2 separate regions of the Sus scrofa genome follow, and region 1 is linked to region 2. Evidence: chromatin contacts called from public promoter capture Hi-C data. All regions are on one chromosome and are shown on one strand. Each heading gives the region's core, a stretch centred on a gene start, on an enhancer-like site or on the middle of the called end of the contact. The rest is flanking DNA. Distances are from core to core; before and after follow the strand shown.

Evidence for each region. Promoter capture Hi-C pulls out the DNA fragments that hold promoters and counts their contacts.
Region 1: a contact with region 2 is called in a promoter capture Hi-C map of liver, with 9 times the contacts expected there. The contact joins the promoter of DEPDC7 here to the enhancer-like site in region 2. A contact is called at or near these places in 2 of 5 promoter capture datasets (fetal liver and liver), 8 of 47 Hi-C or Micro-C datasets (embryonic fibroblasts, epiblast stem cells, liver and 2 more) and 1 of 2 datasets of contacts at active chromatin or transcription factors (alveolar macrophages).

Annotation. Positions count from the first base shown.
Region 1 is chr2:27,926,515-27,930,848 of Sscrofa11.1, reverse strand. It overlaps DEPDC7 (DEP domain-containing protein 7), which reads left to right and starts at 1,990. Exons shown (of 9, transcript XM_021083209.1): 1 at 1,990-2,147. The coding sequence starts at 2,075.
Region 2 is chr2:27,874,522-27,878,902 of Sscrofa11.1, reverse strand. TCP11L1 (T-complex protein 11-like protein 1) reads left to right here. Exons shown (of 10, transcript XM_021083207.1): 7 at 2,168-2,364. Among named protein-coding and RNA genes, the nearest start is that of TCP11L1, 26 kb to the left of the region's middle. Within about 2 kb of position 2,217, at least 14 of the 83 cell types and tissues checked have an H3K27ac peak or open chromatin away from gene starts, as enhancers often do. A contact at or near this core is called in alveolar macrophages, fetal liver and liver, where this site is marked.

The DNA.
Region 1 (4,334 bases), core at 741-3,240, 52 kb before region 2:
GGATTGAACCTATATTCTCATGGATACTAGTTGGGTTCTTAACTCACTGAGCCACAATGGGAACTCCCAAACTATTATATACAGAATGGATAAACAAGGTCCTACTGTATATTCAATATCCTATGATAAACCATAATGGAAAAGAATATGAAAAATGTACATAACTATATTAATATTTTTTACATATATATATAAAACTGAATCACTTTGTGGTATGGCAGAAATTAATATAACATTGTAAATAAACTATACTTAATCAAATAAAAAAACTTTTAAAAGATATGTGTGGTTTTCCCACTGTGGTGCAGTGCATTAAGTATCCAGCAATGCCACAGCTGTGGTGTAGGTTGCAGCTGTGGCTGGAATTCAATCCCTGGCCCAAGAATTTCCATATGCCAGGCAGGCGTGTAAAAAAAAAGAAAAAAAAAAGTGTGTGCTGAAATAATTACGTAATATCAATATGACGGCCCCCTAAACAGTGATGTACTTGATAATTGCCATGGATCTGTAGAGGAGAAATAATCAGTATAATCTGGAAAAAAAGTCTGTCCAGTGAAGAAAGTGGGATTTGAATTAGGCCTCCAGGATGCATAGAGTGTGGATAAGTAAAAAGGAGCATTTCGCCAGGTAAGACAGACAAAGATAGCACAAGCTGGTAAAAAATTCTTTGAAATTTTTATAAAATATCAAAATAGTCGCTTAAGTCAATATTACCGTTTCTCAAGATTTGGTTTCAAAAATAAGATGAGCTTTTTTTCTCCTGAGTAGTGAGAACGGACTTGTGTGTTGATTCGGTTAAAAGCATAAGGTAAAGTTAACTGGTCTACTGGATACCAGAAACCAGTCCTAAAGTGTATCTTTGAGAGCAATAGCCAACTGAGAAATTAACAAAGGAAATTCCTTGAACTGAGGCAAAGCTGGGTTTTACTACCACCAGGGGGAGGGAGCACATAAAAATACTAATCCAAATCTTAGGAGCAGCAATGGCTCAGGTCTCACCCGTTAAACCGGGGTCCCTAAGGTCGCAGCTTCTTGATATGGATTCTTTGAAATAACCACACGTATGTATTCTTCTAACCACGTGTAGGAGCGTCCTCCAATAAGCTAATGAACTCCCATTTAAAAACCATTTAATTTATAACGTTACGGTCGGTCATCCTCCTCCTCCTAATTTATTATACAGTACACTAAAGGTTTAAAATGATTGCGAAATCCGCAAGTTAGAAAGGGGAGGGGGAGAATTGAATTACTGGTCTCATATCAACTCATCTTTTCAGAGGTACCCCAGCATTGGATCCCTTTACCCTCCTCCTCCCCTTCTCTCCTAGTTCTGTCCCTGGCCACCAGACCCAGAGTTACTTTGAAGGCAGCACTGATTTCCTTGGCAGCCAGCCCCAAGGCCAGCCCCTGCCCTCCTGACTGACCTCTAGACATTGCTCCTCTGGGCCAGATAAAAGATTCGTTCTTTACAGGAAGGGATGCGTGGAAATGGGTGTGATATAATATTAAGCACTTAGGTTCCAGACCCAACTACTAAAATGCCGAACATGAGTTAGGTCGTGTAATCCTCGTTTAAAAAAATAAATAAATAAATCCGTTAAGTGGGTACTAATACTGCCCCCGCGCACAGGTGAGGACAGTGAGGCCCAGAGGTAATCCAGTGTGGGATGGGATGTGCTTTGCACCCAGCTGGTCTGAGGCTGCCGGGCGCTTATCCCTGCCTGCGCTTGGACTCTGCCAACCGCGACGAAATGCTGGCCGCGTGGGGCAGGCGCGGACTCGCAGGGTCGTGTTCGCAGAAATATTTCCCATCTGGCTACCCCGAGGCCGGGACTCAAGGGGAAAGCTGCCGTACCTTTCCCTTGCCCGCGGGGCAGCAGGTTACTGCCTGCCGGGCCTGCACGTGACCGGTGGAGCTTGGCGGTCCCGCGGGCCCGCCGGGGGCGGAGGATTCAGGGGGCGGTGCCTGCCGGAAGCCCCGCCCCTGCCCCGGCCAGTTAACTGGCGGCCGCAGCGCCGGCACCCACTTCGCGGTGAGGCAGTCTGAGGTGGTGGCGTGTGGTCCGCTGCTGCCATGGCCACGGTGCGGGAGAAGGCGGCGGCTCTGAACCTCTCGGCTCTCCAGAGCCCCGCGCGGAGGCCTCCCGGTAGGTGCCAGGGACCCTGTCCGGGGGCGGGCTTGGGACCCAGGCTGCGGTTCTCGCGCGGGCGGGAATTCCGCCGGGTACAGCCAGGTCCGCGGCGGCCTCCGGGAGCTCCTCACAGCTGCGGCCGCTCGGACCAGTGCCTTCGCTGCTCAGCTTTCTAAGTTACCCAAACTTTAACTTAACCGTGTCCTAGTCTGTGCTCCCGCTGCGGACTGGGCTGGCAGACGGTCACCAGACGTGCTCCACAGCAGTACTGGTGACAAGTATATCTGCAGTGGTATAGCTCTTTGCCTTCTGTCTCAGCCACAGACCTTGACTCCTCAGTACAGCCATGGCCCAAATGCCTCTCTTGCCCACTTTGTTCCCCAGATTCTTCCTGGGAGTGAGGAGAAGTTTCTGTTATATTAAATTGTACCGGCAGAAACTTGGCTTCAGGTATTTTTTGTGCTTTCCGGATAAACGGTATTTCAATGAATAGAAGTTTTTGCTTTTCTTTTTCAGAGGATTTATGTTATTAAGAGAGACGCTGGTGAATTCTGCCAGCTTAATCATGTGTTGGGGGGCGGTTTGCTTAGAATGTTAGTATGCTAACATCTTGGGGTTTTTTAAATGTTCCAACAACGGAACAGAATTGGACGATCGGTTCTAAAATTCTAATTCCAACGTATCCTACATCTCAGTTAATAGAGTTAAGACGTCCAGATAACACTTGGCTTTTTTAGTTTACTTTTAGAGAAGTTAGAACTTTCCCCCTTTTTGTAGCTGCAATGTGGGGTGCTTTAAGAATTAGTTCCCCATCTGACAAAAACTTTTCATTTGTAAAAACAAACCAGTGAAACTGTGACTCATTCCTCAAGGTAAGAGTGGTCAGTGGATTGTCGTAGGTCACATTGGGTGCATAATCTTCAAAATGCTAAGAATAAATTGTGATAGAGAAGCACTTTTCTGTTTGTACTTTTCTAAAAACAATCTTAATATTGACCTTATCCTCCAATTGAAAGGATTCAGATGAGCACATGATGGCTACATTCAGAATTTTTCCTTGTTTTATAGGAGAGAAGAGAAATAATTCATCATTTAGGAATATAAAATCAAATAGTCTTGGAAACAGTCTTGAGAAATCTTTAGGCTCACTTTTTAAGTGAAAGAAATTCCCAAGTTTTACATGATTAAAAGTCCTCTCTTGAAGCTCCAATTGCGGCTCAGCAATAATGAATCTGACTAGTATCCATGAGGACGCAAGTTCAATCCCTGGCCCCGCTCAGTGGGTTAAGGATCTGGTGTTACCGTGAGCTGTGGTGTAGATTTCGGATGACGTTCAGATCTAGCGTTTCTGTGGCTGTGGTGTAGGCCAGCAGCTGTAGCTCCCATTCGACCCCTAGCCTGGGAACTTTCCGTATGCCCAGGTGCGGCCCTAAAACGCTAAATAAATAAATAAAAAAGTCTTGTCTTCTCTAACACTTGAAATACCAATTCAGAACTTTGGTCATTTGTGAACAGATTCTTAGTGCAAGGGAACATGTATTCAAAATTAAATAGATAACTCTCAGAGGGAAGAGTTAAAATGATGGTTATGGAATTTGAACCCAAGGAAAGGACCACAGTCTTCTGCATACTTGGTGCAGTGGGCAGAGAAGGCCTCACTGCCTATTCTCATGTGCTTTGCTTGCTGCTGTTGGAACCCTCCCTGTTATCCTGTGTTAATCCCCTTTCCACTCTTTAGTTGCCTTGTCACAGTCCTAGTGAGCACGGTAATGGGAGCCGCTGGATTTTGGTTCCTTGCCATTGTCGTTCTGTGTGCTCTGGCAAGCAGCTTTGTATATTTGTTTCTTTACCTATTAGTAACTCTTCCACATTTTAAAGGGGCTGTAACAACCAGGGAGCTGATCTGTATGGAAGAAAGAAAGTCTATAAGCTAACCTTTAGTAAATACTTGCAAGATATTTGCCTTTTTATATAGACAGGTAAAAAAGTGGTATGTTATCCTGTTATCCCTTTAGACTGTAACCTAATTCTTTGAATTCACCTGGTATCACTTTTCTAGGGAGCTCAAAGTACTTCCCATATGCTCTCTCTTTAATCTGTATGAAATAAAGTATCGACCCATGCCTAATTTTGTTGATAGTTCTAACATATTTTAAAATTGTTTTTTATTTATTTTACATAGTTTACCTGCAGCCTCCTTTT
Region 2 (4,381 bases), core at 968-3,467:
TTTATTATGTGTTCCGTTTAGCCTCTAATTTTGCGGGTTACTAGATGTAAATGGCAGTCTCCGGGTAGATTGTGTAGCCTGACCAGAATAGTCAGTTCAGTGCCCTGAGCAGTTGTTTATCCAGCCCAAGCAGAGAAGTCGAGATGGCCCTGAGGGCCAGGGAGAGTCGAGGAGCAGAGTAGAAGGAGCAGAACTAGCAGAACTAGCAGATGATTGGTTAGTGTTACTATGTACCAGGCTCTTGCCATATACGACCTCACAGGAAGCCTATGAGGTAGGCACTATATTGTAACCCCATTTTACAGATTTGGGAATGGGTTTTGAGATATTTCTGATCAGAATTGATGACCACTCTAGCTCCCTTTCCCACAAGCATGCTACTACCCCTCAGGAGACATCAGGGTTGCAGTTTTATAGGCTGACAAGCTGGAGTGGGAGTGCCAGGTGCCGGCAGTGGGCCCAGTCCCTGAGCTGAACAGAGGCTAATGCACATCACTCGGAACCTGAAAGCCAAGGCTGCTGAGCTGATGGCCTACAGAATGCTGTCAGCAGAGGCTAAAGGGAGAGCGAAGCTCAGAACCAAGAGCTCAGCATGATCAGCATGTGGGCAGAGCCAGAGGTGTGTCCTGCAGCAGCAGTGAAGGCCCCAGCCATACCCTTGGCTATCCACTTGGTTGTAAGGTGGCTTCCATTGGCAGGGCTGCAGGTCACTCCATGTCCTGTCAGGGAGTTTTTGCTCAGACAATGTGTACAAAAACCTCATCATCTTCTCTTGTGTCCCTCAGAATCCCCAGTGTATTACTCAGCTTAAAAGAGTAGGGATCACAACATTGTAAATCAACTATAATTAAAGAGAAAAAAAGAAAAGAAAAAAAGAAGAGTATAGAAAGGATGGAGGATGAAAGACAGCTGAGATTCCCTCCATGGTGCTGCAAATGCTGCACAGTCCATGTCAGACACATGATAGAACTTAGCCCCCACAAGGCTGAATTAAAACAAATTGAGGCAAAAGTAAGATCTAGATGGGTACACCTCATCTTCAGTGAGGAAGATGGTTTACACTGGGAAACTCTAGCCAGTGTCTTAACCCCATCTGTCTCTGGGCAAGAGTTTTTGCATCTCAGTGAGCTGGAGTTATCCCAGCTTCCAGCCACATGTCATGCATGAGAGGTTAGGGTGCGAGAGAGGAGTGTGAAAGTCTGTTGAACATCCAAGGTGGTACAGCCCGGCCACGTGCTCCACATTCACCATGGTTAATCCTCACCACAGCCCGTGAGGCGGTGGTGGACATTTCTTTATATTAAGAATCTTTATTTTTTTTATTTTTTTATTTTTTATTTTTTGCTTTTTAGGGCCACACCCACAGCATACGGAGGTTCCCAGGCTAGGTGTCTAATCGAAGCTACAGCTGCCAGCCTACACCAGAACCATAGCAATGCCAGATCTGAGCTGCATCTGCGACCTACACCACAGCTCACGGCAACGCCAGATCCTTAACCTACTGATCGAGGCCAGAGATCAAAACCGCAACCTCTTGGTTATTAGTTGGATTTGTTTCCGCTGTACCACAACAGGAACTCCTATATTAAGAATCTTGAAGGATCGGATGGGGAGATGCACAGAGAGTTTGGGATGGAAATGCTATAAAATTTGGTTGTGATGATCATTGTACAACTATAAGTGTAATACAATTCATTGAGTAATTTAAAAAACAAAAGAATCTTGGAGTTCCCATCATGGCTCAGCAGTAACAAACTTGACTAGTATCCATGAGGATGTGGGTTTGATCCCTGGCCTTGCTAAGTAGGTTAAGGATCTGGCGTTGTCTCAAGCTGTGGTGTAGGTTGAAGACACAGCTCAGATCCCGAGTTGCTGTGGCTGTGGTGTAGGCCGGCAGTTGTAGCTCCAATTCAACCCCTAGCCTGGGAACTTCCATATTCTGTGGGTGCAGCCCTAAAAAAAAAATAAAGGATCTCGATAGTCAGACAGAAATCTAAGGTCACCCAACTAGTAATTGGTAGTCCTGTGATTTGAACCAAGGTCTGTTTGATTCCAAAGTCCATGCTGTATACTTGACCACATTTCCAGGAAGAACTTCCCTGAAGTTACCCTGGGAAGCGTCCCTCTGGGAGCCTTCCAGTAATATTCAAAGCCTTCCTTTTCACAGATTCCCTGGACTTTGTCACTCAGTGGCTGGAAGAAGCCGCAGATGACCTCATGAATCAGAGGTATAGAAATGCCCTGCCAGCTGGGGGAGGGGCGGCTGGCTCTGAGGCCAGTCCCAGGCCAGACCCTGCTGCGGTCCAGAATTATGCGTACCTGAAGCTTCTGAAGTGGGACCACCTGCACAGACTTTTCCCTGAAGTAGGTGCTCCAGAGCAGTTTGACTGCTCCTTTCTTTTTGCGCTGCTGAACCTTTAAAAAGTAAGCTTTGTCACAGTTCACATACCAGAAAATTTTTCTTTTTAAAGTTGTACAACTCATTGGTTTTGAGTATATTCACAGAATTGTGTGGCCATGAACTGTATTTAATATCAGAATGTTTTCTTCACCCCAAAAAGAAACCCTGTACCCATTAGCAGTCACCACCTCTCCCCGCACCCCACCCCCCCACCACCACCTTGGCAGCCATTCATCTACTTTCTGTCTCTGTGCATTTGTCCTGTTCTGGACTTTTCGTGTAAACGGAATCATGGAATATTGGCCTTTTGTGTCTGGCTTCTTCTAAGCATAAAGTTCATCTGTTGTAGCATGTATCAGTACTTCATTCCCTTTTTTTAAAGTGTTGTTTTAATTGTGATGAAATATATGTAACATAAAACCATTTTTATTTTATTTATTTTTTTATTTTATTTTATTGTCTTTTTAGGGCCACACCCAAGGGATATTGGAGGTTTCCCGGCTAGGGGTCAAATCAGAGCTGTAGCTGTTGGCCTACCCCACAGCCACAGCAACGCCAAATCAGAGCCTCGACTGCAACCTTCACCCCAGCTCACGGCAACCCTTGATCCTTAACCCCCTGAGCCAGGGATTGAACCCATGTCCTCATAGATAGATACTAGGTGGGTTCCTTACCACTGAGCCACAACAGGAACTCAGAACTTACCATTTTTAAATGTACAGTTGCAGTGGCATTAAGTACACTGACATTGCTGTGCAGCCATCCCCACCACCCATGTACAGAACTTTTCTATCTTCACAAATTGAAATTCTATCCTTTAAACACTTAACTCCTCGTTCCTCCCTCCCCACCCCCAGCTCGTGGCAACCTCTGTTTCCTGTTTCTGAGTTTGATGCCTCTGGGCACCTCATAAGAATTAAATCAGTCAGTACTTGTGTCCTTTTGTCTTCCTTATTTCACTTCCTGTAATCTCTTCAAGGTTCATCCCTGTTGTTGTTGATGTTTCTTTTTAAGGCTGAATAACACTCTGTTGTATGGCTCTACCACATTGTGCTTTATCCATTCATCAGTTGATGGACACTTGAGCTGTTTCCACTTTAGGACTATTGTGAATTGCGCTGCTCTGAATATTTGTGTACAAGGTTTTGTGTGGCCCTGTGTTCCCAGTTCTTTTGGGTATGTACCTAGGATTAGAATTGCCGCGTCATGGGTTAACTATTAAGTGTAACACTCTGAGGAGCTGCCAGTCTTTTTTCCAAAGTGGCTGCCTTATTTGACCGTCCACCAGCAGTGAATGGGGCTTCCAGTTTCAGCTGCTGAACTTCTGTCCTGTTCTTACTCATCTTGATGAAAACTTGAACAGTGATGTTGCTTTTCAGCTTTATCCAAAGGAACATCTTCCCCTTCCATGTGGAGCAATATTTTTTCCTTAGTATGCTTTTCACATAAATACTTCTCACAGCAGGAAGTGACTAACAAGGGGTTTCCCCAGCAAATAGCTGGTTTGGCGTCTAGACTCCCCCTTCTTTTTTGAGGGCACTGGGATTTCTTATTTCTAGCCTCAGATCCTATTACTTCTCTAAATTTCTTTCTCATCTAAGTTCCTTATTTTTCCTTTCAATACGTGAGCCTAAGGTTTCACCTCTTGCTTCTGACTTCCCTGTTTTGTGCCAGAGGAGGCTCTAAAGAGGGTGTGGAAGTGGGGGTGAGGAGACTTCTTCCTGAATAGTGACATGTCAGCCTGACATTTCTCTTAAAAAATAGCTCTGGGATACATGGTGTCTTCACTGGGGTCAGATGTCTACTGTCAGAATGATCCTTGGAAATCTTTTGCATCCTAAACCCAAGTACTACCCGGTACTGGGAGGTTGCAAAGCAAGGATCTTGGCATGTAACACAGTGGAGTTAGGAGAGAGACTGGTGAAGCCTGTCTATTTAACAATAGAGGAATCTCAGCCTTCAAAGGTAGTTTGTACTTCT